Regions from separate parts of the Ovis aries genome. Here region 1 is linked to region 2. The links are chromatin contacts, called in public Hi-C maps. All regions are on one chromosome and are shown on one strand. Each heading gives the region's core, a stretch centred on a gene start, on an enhancer-like site or on the middle of the called end of the contact. The rest is flanking DNA. Distances are from core to core; before and after follow the strand shown.

Region 1 (4,755 bases), core at 2,089-4,588, 290 kb after region 2:
ATGCCTGGTATCCTGAGCGTCCTTCGGCTCCCAAATGCTTTTCGATTCTGCACTCTGCTGTGTAATCGCTCTAGGATTCACTCACACATGGCCTCATGCTGACTGAAACTGTTTGGCAAGAGTGGGACTGGGCTGTGTCAGCGAAACTGTGGCTTTAGGCCAAAGTGCCATGCAGAGCCCCCTCCCTCCCGCAGATCTATAATCCAGGTTTGTCAGGGTCTGTGTCTCAAGATTGCCTTGGCTGCTGGGGGAAGGATCCCTGGCTCATGCTTCCTCACCCACACACCGTTCTGAAAGACTAAACATTCAGGTCTCATGATGGTGTCAACATCCTTAACCGTTCCTTACAGTGTTGCCCCCTTCCCCACGGTAGAGATGCTAAGCATCCATTTAAACGCTGCAGTGGACACTTTTTCCTGATAAGTGGGGCTGGGGTGCATTTGCAACCCTGAGATAGAAATAAGCTAACTGGCACATAAGTTGATTTCATGCATGATGTTAGTCCTGGAAGGAGCATGATGCTAAGCTAATATGAAAAATTATAGTTGCTAGAGTTTATCAAGTACTAAGTACCACGCCTTGTGCTAGACATCATTCAGTCCTCCCATGGTTGCTGTTATTGTCCCTTTTTATAGATGAAGGAATCAGTGATGCTCAAAGTTCAGAAACTTGCTCTTCTCATTTTGCTGTGCTCAACTGCCTGCAGACATTTTGGTCATGACCTCTCCTGTAACCAACTGTAGGGCTTCCCTGATAGCTCAGTGGTAAAGAATCCACCTGCCAATGCAGGAGACCCAGGTTAGACCCCTGGGTTGGGAAGATTCCCTGGAGAAGGGAATGGCAACCCACTCCAGTATTCTTGCCTGGAAAATTCCATGGACAGAGGAGCCTGGTAGGCTACAGTCTGTGGGGTCACAAAGAGTCAGACACGACTGAGTGACTAACACACACCCTCCTATAACTATTATAGAAGCAAACAATCCAAAGATTCTGTACTTTTACTAAATTATGATTTCTTGTTAGAGTTGATAAACTTTTCAGTTATTAATTTGTGCATTAAAAAATTAAAATGATTTTCGGGTAGACCAAAACAAGTAAAGTACTTAATTACAGTTTTTTCCTGGATTTGTTTTCAGGTTTGAAGTTTAAGTTTATTGTTTTACATTAACAGATCATAAAGAATTTCAATATGGCTTCCTCCCCAATTTCCTCTCTTATTAACATCTTTTGTTAGTGTGGTACATTCATGTTAATTGATGAGCTGATACTGATATATTATTATAACTCAAGTTTGTAGTTTATATTAGGGTTCTTTCTTTGTGTTTTGCATTCTATGTGTTTTGACAAATGCATCCATTATTACAGGACAGTCTCACTTCTTTACAAGTCACCTGTGCTTCCCACTTCCCCAACCAGGGATCCCTTTACTCATTCTATAGTTTAGCCTTTTACCTGGATGTAAAAGGTAAACGTTTCTAATGTCCTCACTGTCTTAGAATTTCTTCTGCTGTGTTACACAGTTCTTATCTTCCCTCTGTCTGTCCTAGCCCCACCCAGGACCCCCATCACCACATACATGGTCCAGAACATTCACACTGATGGTGGCCTTAGCTTGAAAATTTTTCCTCTTTCTGGACCTTTTGAATTTAATTTTCAAATTTGCTAAACAAATATTGACATTCCCCAGGTTTCCAGTTAGTTTCTGTTCTTAGTTTTCCTCCTTTTAAACTTAACAAAGGAGGGAGATGCTATTTCAGTGTTTCCTCATGAGGATTCACTGAAATAACCGTGTGCTAAGTTTGTTGATTATAATCATGTTACTACAGGGTGGCAGTGGCAGAGAAACTCAAGGAAGAGTTGCCAGCTTAGCCTTGCACATTCAGAGATGAGGGTCAAGTGACAAGGTTGCTCGACATTTAATTATCCTTCTCACTTGCACACACCTGTTAGAATCAGAGGCTCCTGCTGCTGTCTCTCAGCAATTTCCCTCTTTCTTTACCCCCTCCGTGTGTGTGTGTGTGTGTGTGTGTGTGTGTGTGTGTGTGTTTATGTATGTGTTAGTTGCTCAATCGTGTCTGACTCTTTGCAACCCCACGGACTGTAGCCCACCAGGCTCCTCTGTCCATGGGATTCTCCAGGCAAGAATACTGGAGCTGGTAGCCATTTCCCTCTCCAGGGGATCTTGCCAACCAAAGGATCAAACCCAGGTCTCCTGCATTGCAGGCAGATCCTATACCATCTGAGCTACAAGGGAAGCCTGTCTGCTATGTACCTAACTTTTAATTTTTTACATCATCCGGAGTCCGTGAAAAGCAAAAAAGGATAGTTCTGTTTTTCTTAGCAGCAAAGCAAGTCTGTAGTATAAAAGTAAATATACATTCATTCTTTCCCTACCTTTTTCCTCCCTGTGCTCGGACCATCTGAAAGTAGTTCTGGTTATTTATTACTTTGTTCTGGGGGAGAGAGGGTGGAATACAGACCACTAGACACGTTGCCAGAGAGAAGGGAGAAGTCTTCTCTGCTCTGGGGGAGGGGGTTTACAAGTGCTAACAATGAGGTTCAGAATCACTGAAGTTGTTTTAGCATAATACTGTGAGGAAAGAGACAGGAACCATCTGTTGAAATGGCTCTGACATGATGCTGCATTTTCAAACAAAGCCTTCTAGAAGCATTTTCAGATGGGTCTGTCTCCCATGAAGTTGCTACAAAGAGAGCCCACTCCACTGGCGGCTGAATGATGCCACTTAGATAGCGCTCTCTGTCAGCACCCTCTCTTGTTTATTTGGCACCAATGTTTTCCTCAGAGTGAGTGCTTTGAGGCTGTCAGATATTCTTCCTGGTATGAACCCAGAAAATCCTCCTTAAAAAAAAAAATCCACTCCTTCTGCCCATTTCCTTCTAAAGTGCTGACTCTCTTACTTGAAGTTGGTGGAGTGACTCTGAAACCTTAAATACTTCACTGGGAAAAGAGGAAAACCACAAATACACACAGGCCATTGTGACTCTGGCCTGACGGGTTCTAATTTTCTAGCCGTGGTTTGTACACCCGAGCCGGCTGTAAGGGTTAAGTAAACTTCGTGGCTGGGGATGACTTCATGGCCCTGGAATTTTGAAAAGCCAGGGTTCTCAGTACACTGTGGCCAGCCTTAGAATCTTTGGGTGTGAAAACCACTCTCAGTTACCCAGACTGATTTGGGGTTCCCATTGCACTGCTGCAGAATCTATTAAAATCCAGCAGCTGAACCGTCCTGGCTCTGCCACAAAGCCAGGCTGCTGGGTGGCTACAGAATTCCCGAGGTGTTTGTCAATGGAGAGCAGGAGTGAATGGAGGAAGGCGTCTGCTCAGCCTGGCATGAGGTGGCACCCTAGTGGCTGTTTGCTGCTTTAGAAATGCGCACTCTTCTGTATTCTCACACGGGAATCGTTGCTAAGATCCAACTTGCAGTTCATTCGTAAAATTCTTTTTGAAGTCTCTAGGTCCTTTGTGCGTCTCTGGGGAACCCACATCCACACCCTTGGTTTTCTGGCCAGCAATTTAGTAGGAACTCTTTTGGTAACAGTCTAACCTGCCACGATGGAGCTACTACAACAGAATTAACTTGCCTCCAAGGTACAACGAGGAAATGAATCTCTTTGACAGGGTCAAGCCCAAACTTGAAAAATTACAAAATGTTCTTGCAAAGAAAGACTCATGAAGAAATTCGTATAGGATAAGAGATTCCGAATGTCCTTGTCCTCCGGGGGTGCCATTTTAAATATTTGCTGGATTTTAGGTCTTCATTAAAGTGGAGTAGATATGAAACTTTCTTTTCTGAACAAGTAGCCTGTTGGTTCGCCTTTGATCAGGGCATGGAAATTATTTTTAAACCTAAGGTTATATTCTTACGCAAGTTCTTCTTTTGAAAGAAACCATTTGGGCTTGAGCATTAAGGGAAGAACCAGAAAGATTATAATAAAAAATAGACTGCAGCCCTAGCGTGAACAGTGGCTGTGACCTTGCCTCTTGTTTGCCATTACACAATTCAATGGCAGTCCACTCAAACTATGCTCTCGATCAATATCCTATTAAAGCAGCACAAAAAGTCTCCATAAACTTAGTGGTTAGCTATGTTTATAAATGGAACTCGGCATAATTAGATGGTCAATAGCAGGCTCTACTAGTAATTTTAAAATGAATCTCACACATTTTCTATCTGTAGAAGTCAATGGCACCTCTTCCAGAGTGAGGGTATCATGTGCAGCACACAAAAAAGCAGCAGTTCCTTTAAAAAAAAATCAAAATGCCCATCTCCAAAGTGTAGTTTTTCAAGAAAATCTGTGCATTATGAAACAGAGAATGCTGATTGGCCCTGTATCTGTTTTTCACTTTGCCTGTCAAAGCTACCTTATTCTGAATGTATTATGACATTGCAAATGTTTTATTTTCTAGTTTTAATCAGCCCCTCATAGAGAGATAAAGTAATAAATATTGCCATACTCTTAGGAAGAAAAAAAAAATACCAGTCTTACTGGCTTAATTTAGTGGGTTTCCTCTACTATAATTCAATAAATTTTCAAAATAAATACTGAAATTGAGTTAGTTCAGAAGGATGTTTTATAGTATAAATTTTTTCTTTTCATTTTCTTGACATATTTGGGGTGAATATGTGGACAGTAAGGCTGGCAACAAATGGAATGAACTGGCAGTAATAGAAATTTTCATCAAACTACTCATTCTTCTGAATCCTGGCTCACACTATGTGTGGCCAAACATGA
Region 2 (4,453 bases), core at 879-3,378:
TGTGACCCTTCCTAAAGCCTGGTTCAAGTCTGCACTCTAGGGGGTCATTAAGAGAGGAGAAAAAGTCAGAATGTTGCTTTTCCCCTTTAAAGTAATAATGACAAGGAGGGAGCCAGAGATTTGCAATTGTTTTGACCCCATAATTCAATGACAGAGACTAGGCCTGAGGTAACAACTTGTGTAGGAAAAAAAGTTTCACAACAGAACAGGCAGGAACTGATTCTTGCAAACTTCTACCCAAAGAAAATCTTGGCTTCCTACCACCCGGACAGTCAAGACACTCATTAATAAAGATCCACTCAACATACAGACCCAATATTACACATTTGCATTGACCTGGTCAAGTGGAGGATTCTCCAACTTCACGTCTATTGAATGTATGGGAATGGAGTTTGGTGGAGAATGTTTTGGTTTATTCCTAATAAAGACTCATGTGCCCCCTGCTTTAAGCTGACATCATAAAAGCCTGATAAAGTGCTTAGAGGCCTTAGTTGAAATTCAGGAGCAGTTCAAAGATCCCTCTATTATATCTGCCCTTGCTTTCCCTGTATTTACTCTGGAGTAATAATAACCTCTAACATTTATTGAGCTGTTGGTTACATGTGCCATGCTCTGTTCCCAGTACTTTAATATGATAACTCATTTATCCTGACAACAGCGCTATGAATTAGTTGCTATTAAAATCCCCATTTTATAATGTGGGAAACTGAGGCACAACTAAGCAATTTGGCTATGATTACTCAGCTGGTGCATGTGAAAATTAGTTAGTGGTCTGGCCCTAGCCACCACACTTCTGACCACTCAAGACACAGACAAGAGGAATGTCAAAGAGTGGTCTCTGCCTGCGACCCTGCTTGGCGTTGTTTTCCAAAAAAGTAGACAGAGTAATTAATCTCCTTAAGTCAGTCAATCTTGATAGCCAATATGGCACAGAAGAACTCTTAGACCTACTAAAAAACATACTTTCTCTAAATTATCCAAGTAATTTAATGCATTTCACAGACAGATTGTAAACAAGAATGTTGAAAATTGTTCCAATCCCCAAATTATATTGGCTGATCCTTGAAAATAGTCTCTACCCCAAAAAATATAATTACAAGATTACAATGTCATTCTCAAAGAGCATTCATTATATACTATCTATACTTCAGAACTGGGACAATAGCAACTCTTAATATAGACACAATCTTTATTGTTAAGAACTCAGGCATACTGGACTCATCACTTTCATCACCACCAGTTTAAATAGATGCCACCTGAAGAATGTGACCTCTTTTTCTCTCTACATTAAAACTTCTTCCTCGTACCCCATCATTATTTCCTCCTAGCTAAAATCATGTTAGTGCAGAAAAAAAAATCTTAGAAAGCATATCATTTACCCTCTGCGATTTTACAGATGAGAAAAGCGGGCCATAGCAAAAGAGACCTGCTCAAGTTCACAGACCATGGCAATGTCTGGAACCCAGGACTTCACTCCCAGTTCACTCCTTCTCCCAACCCGAACTCATCTTGAGAGTTTATAAAGGTATTTTCACTGACAGCATACTTTAAAATAAATAAGTTTTACCAACTCTTTTTGACCCACGATATATAAAGAAGGGGCTGTCTTACGCCTTTCTTCCTTTCAGATGTGTTCCTGGAATCTCTTCACCAGATGTTTACCCAAGAAATTACAGTCGCAGAGTCTTCAACATGTGCGTGCATTTTGAAAGCAGCATTTAAGATCTGAACTCAATTTATGATTTTCTTTTCCTTATTAAAAAAATAAAAGGGTGGGGGCACGTAAGTTTTGCCTGCAAGTGAGTCTTTACCGAGTCTGCGTTAACGTCACTCACTTTCACTCTGCGACGTGCTAGTCTCACAGTCTAGTTTTGTTCAGACTTTATTTTGCTCCAAGCTCCCTTACAAGCCACTTGTCCACGCTGCAAAAGGTGGGGGTAGTGGTTGGGGTGAGGGGCTCTTTGGCTCTTTTTTTCCCCCCGGTTCCTATATGTGATGCAATTTGGAATCATTTCACTTGGCCCTCCGCGCGCGCACAGACGCGCGCGCACACACACGCACACACGTGTACCATGCATGTGTGGGCCCCTACAGAACGGTGTAGACGCGCGTTTGTGATTTAAAGTGGCAGGACCAAGAGCTGGACTGAAGTCGTGAATTATTTTGCGTGATCAATCAGCCCGATCGTCTGCACACTGTACTGGTATTATTCACCCGAGTGCTCGGCGGTTACGGCGGACGTGCACTGCGGCAAAAACGTCTTCAGAGCCGCTAATTTTGTGGCCACTGCGGCGGCGGCGGCGGCAGCGGCGGCGGCGGCGGCGGCGGCTTGGGGGCGCGAGCACGGATTGATTTTTCAAGATCACGTCTCCTGCAGTGAGGGTCGCCAAATCGAATCGAGTTGAAGCCTCACTGGATGCATGCGGATTAGGTTTTGTACCTGAGATTGTTAAAATCCATTAAAAAAAAAATTCCTTTAGAAAGACGAGCAGAGCCGTTAGTGCAGGAAAGGAGATATACCTTTTCTGTTTTATTTTCCTTTTACGTTTAGGGGGGAAAAAATGAAAATGGCTACCACCGCTTCTTGAGCACAGAGGAGGCCAGACCTTTGCAGACTGGGAGATGATGCTCGAAATCCTCTTTCTTCCTTCCATCCCTCCCTCCCTCGCCCTCATCCTCTGCTCTGAGACAGCCTAGGGAGAAAAATGGTCATATGCACTTGCGTGGGTCATTTGTCCTCACTCTCGCTCTTTTCTTAGGACAAGTAGTTACCTTTTTTTGTTTTTTCTTTTGACAAACTGATCCTTTTTATCTGGTTTCAAATTTTTAATAAAACGCGTCCGGAACATGTTTGATTTGTCTTCTGCTTAGACACCCAGCCTTGCAATGGTTGCACAGCGGCAGGGTGGGGGTGGGGGCAATCTCCGACCGGATCTGTAGAGCTCACCTGGGCTGCAGACACTGCCCAGTGGTTACCCAGACTTTTGCGGAGGGGGAAGGTGGGTGGGAAGGCTAATTAATAAACTAGTTACCAGATGTGTATTGATGCCTGCGAGTTTTTGAAAAGCACATCCAGAATTTCACGTGCTCGTGATTGTATTGCTCTTCCGAGCATATGGATCACTCCAGACCAATTATTTACATTTAAAATGTGGGGTTCGAAAGACTTGAGAGACGGTTTGGTGTCCCACTTTGTTTGCAGGATAAAACCTGAGGATCTCTCCAGAGGGTGGGAAACCTTTTCCCTTCCTGAAGGTGGCATGGACCTATTTATCCCGGATTTTTACTTCTCCCCGAAGCAGCAAAGCAGGTCGTATTTGCCAAACTGGGAAAATAACTGCGGTGTCGATGTGTAATGACACAATGTTGCATAATAATAACTTAAGCAACTGTGCTTTTGTTTACCGTGATGTAACTTTCCCAAAGTTTGTTTGTAGCTTTAAAGGGTTTAAGTGCCGAGCAGAATGCCTGTGAGCAGCTGCCATGAAGAAAGTGAGCGTGATTCAGCCCTCCGGTTTGGGATCTGCAGTTCCCATCTTTAGCTGCAATCCCAACTTGTAGGTCCCGGGAGCAGGGTGGAAGGCAGAGGCAAAGCAGAAGACTTGGCTTTACCTGATAAAGTCTGCCTGAATTGTCCACGACTTGGAAGAATACTCATGTTCAAAGCAAATTAAAAAGTCAGAGGCAGCAGTGCTGAGAAAATCCAGCTCAGTTAAGTGGGAGCATATAACATAGTTGAAATACAGCTTTTTAATGAGCGTGTCTCAAGTAGTAAAAATGAGTGCAAATGAATTCAAAACCAACCACCCCATTTGCTCCAACATTTCAAACATACTGAGTCTGTCATGTGTTCCGGCTGCTGTTTCACAGCCCATGATGTGTAGACAGTGCGCAGTTTCTACGTTATAATGACTTGGAGATAAATGAGTGTTTTAATTCAGCCGTTAGAGACAAATGAAAGTAGGTTATACATCTAGGTCCACAGAAAGGCGGCCTAGCAACCCAGAGGAAGCCCACACTCTCCCAGACAGCAACACCTCCACTGTCCTTTTTTTCTTAAAGACCCGGATTTGTAGGGCCTCTGAGTTGGGCATGGGTCTGATTTATAACCATAAGAGTAATAGACCAAAATGTATTGGTTCACACATGGACATGGATGTATGAAAACTAACAAATAAAGAAGTCTTTGTTAGCCATTAGGCAGGGCTGTAAACTTGGGAGATGCATCCCTAAAGTTTATCTTAATTAATACTTTTTGTGATTAATACTCTTCTGTACAACCTTGATTCACCATTTACAGAGACCCTATTCAGCCAGGAAAGTTAGCTTTTTAAAACTTTTGTGGTATCAAAGTTGTTTTTGTTTTTTTTTTAAAGGGGAAAAATCACAAATTAAGCTCTCTTATACATTGTAGGAAAAATCAGTAAAATTCTTAATGTGTTGCTGTTTTAGA

The links. Hi-C and Micro-C count contacts between places; a contact is called where the count stands out from the background.
Region 1: a contact with region 2 is called in a Hi-C map of hypothalamus, with 6 times the contacts expected there. The contact joins two enhancer-like sites. A contact is called at or near these places in 7 of 16 Hi-C or Micro-C datasets (hypothalamus, liver, mesenteric adipose tissue and 4 more).

The regions. Positions count from the first base shown.
Region 1 is chr1:36,580,468-36,585,222 of ARS-UI_Ramb_v3.0, forward strand. All of the region lies in intron 4 of NFIA (nuclear factor I A), which reads left to right. Among named protein-coding and RNA genes, the nearest start is that of NFIA, 260 kb to the left of the region's middle. Within about 2 kb of position 3,339, at least 33 of the 54 cell types and tissues checked have an H3K27ac peak or open chromatin away from gene starts, as enhancers often do. A contact at or near this core is called in hypothalamus, where this site is marked.
Region 2 is chr1:36,296,358-36,300,810 of ARS-UI_Ramb_v3.0, forward strand. It overlaps LOC105612174 (a long non-coding RNA gene), which reads right to left. Exons shown (of 6, transcript XR_009599378.1): 4 at 1-4,453. Among named protein-coding and RNA genes, the nearest start is that of NFIA, 20 kb to the right of the region's middle. Within about 2 kb of position 2,129, at least 23 of the 54 cell types and tissues checked have an H3K27ac peak or open chromatin away from gene starts, as enhancers often do. A contact at or near this core is called in hypothalamus, where this site is marked.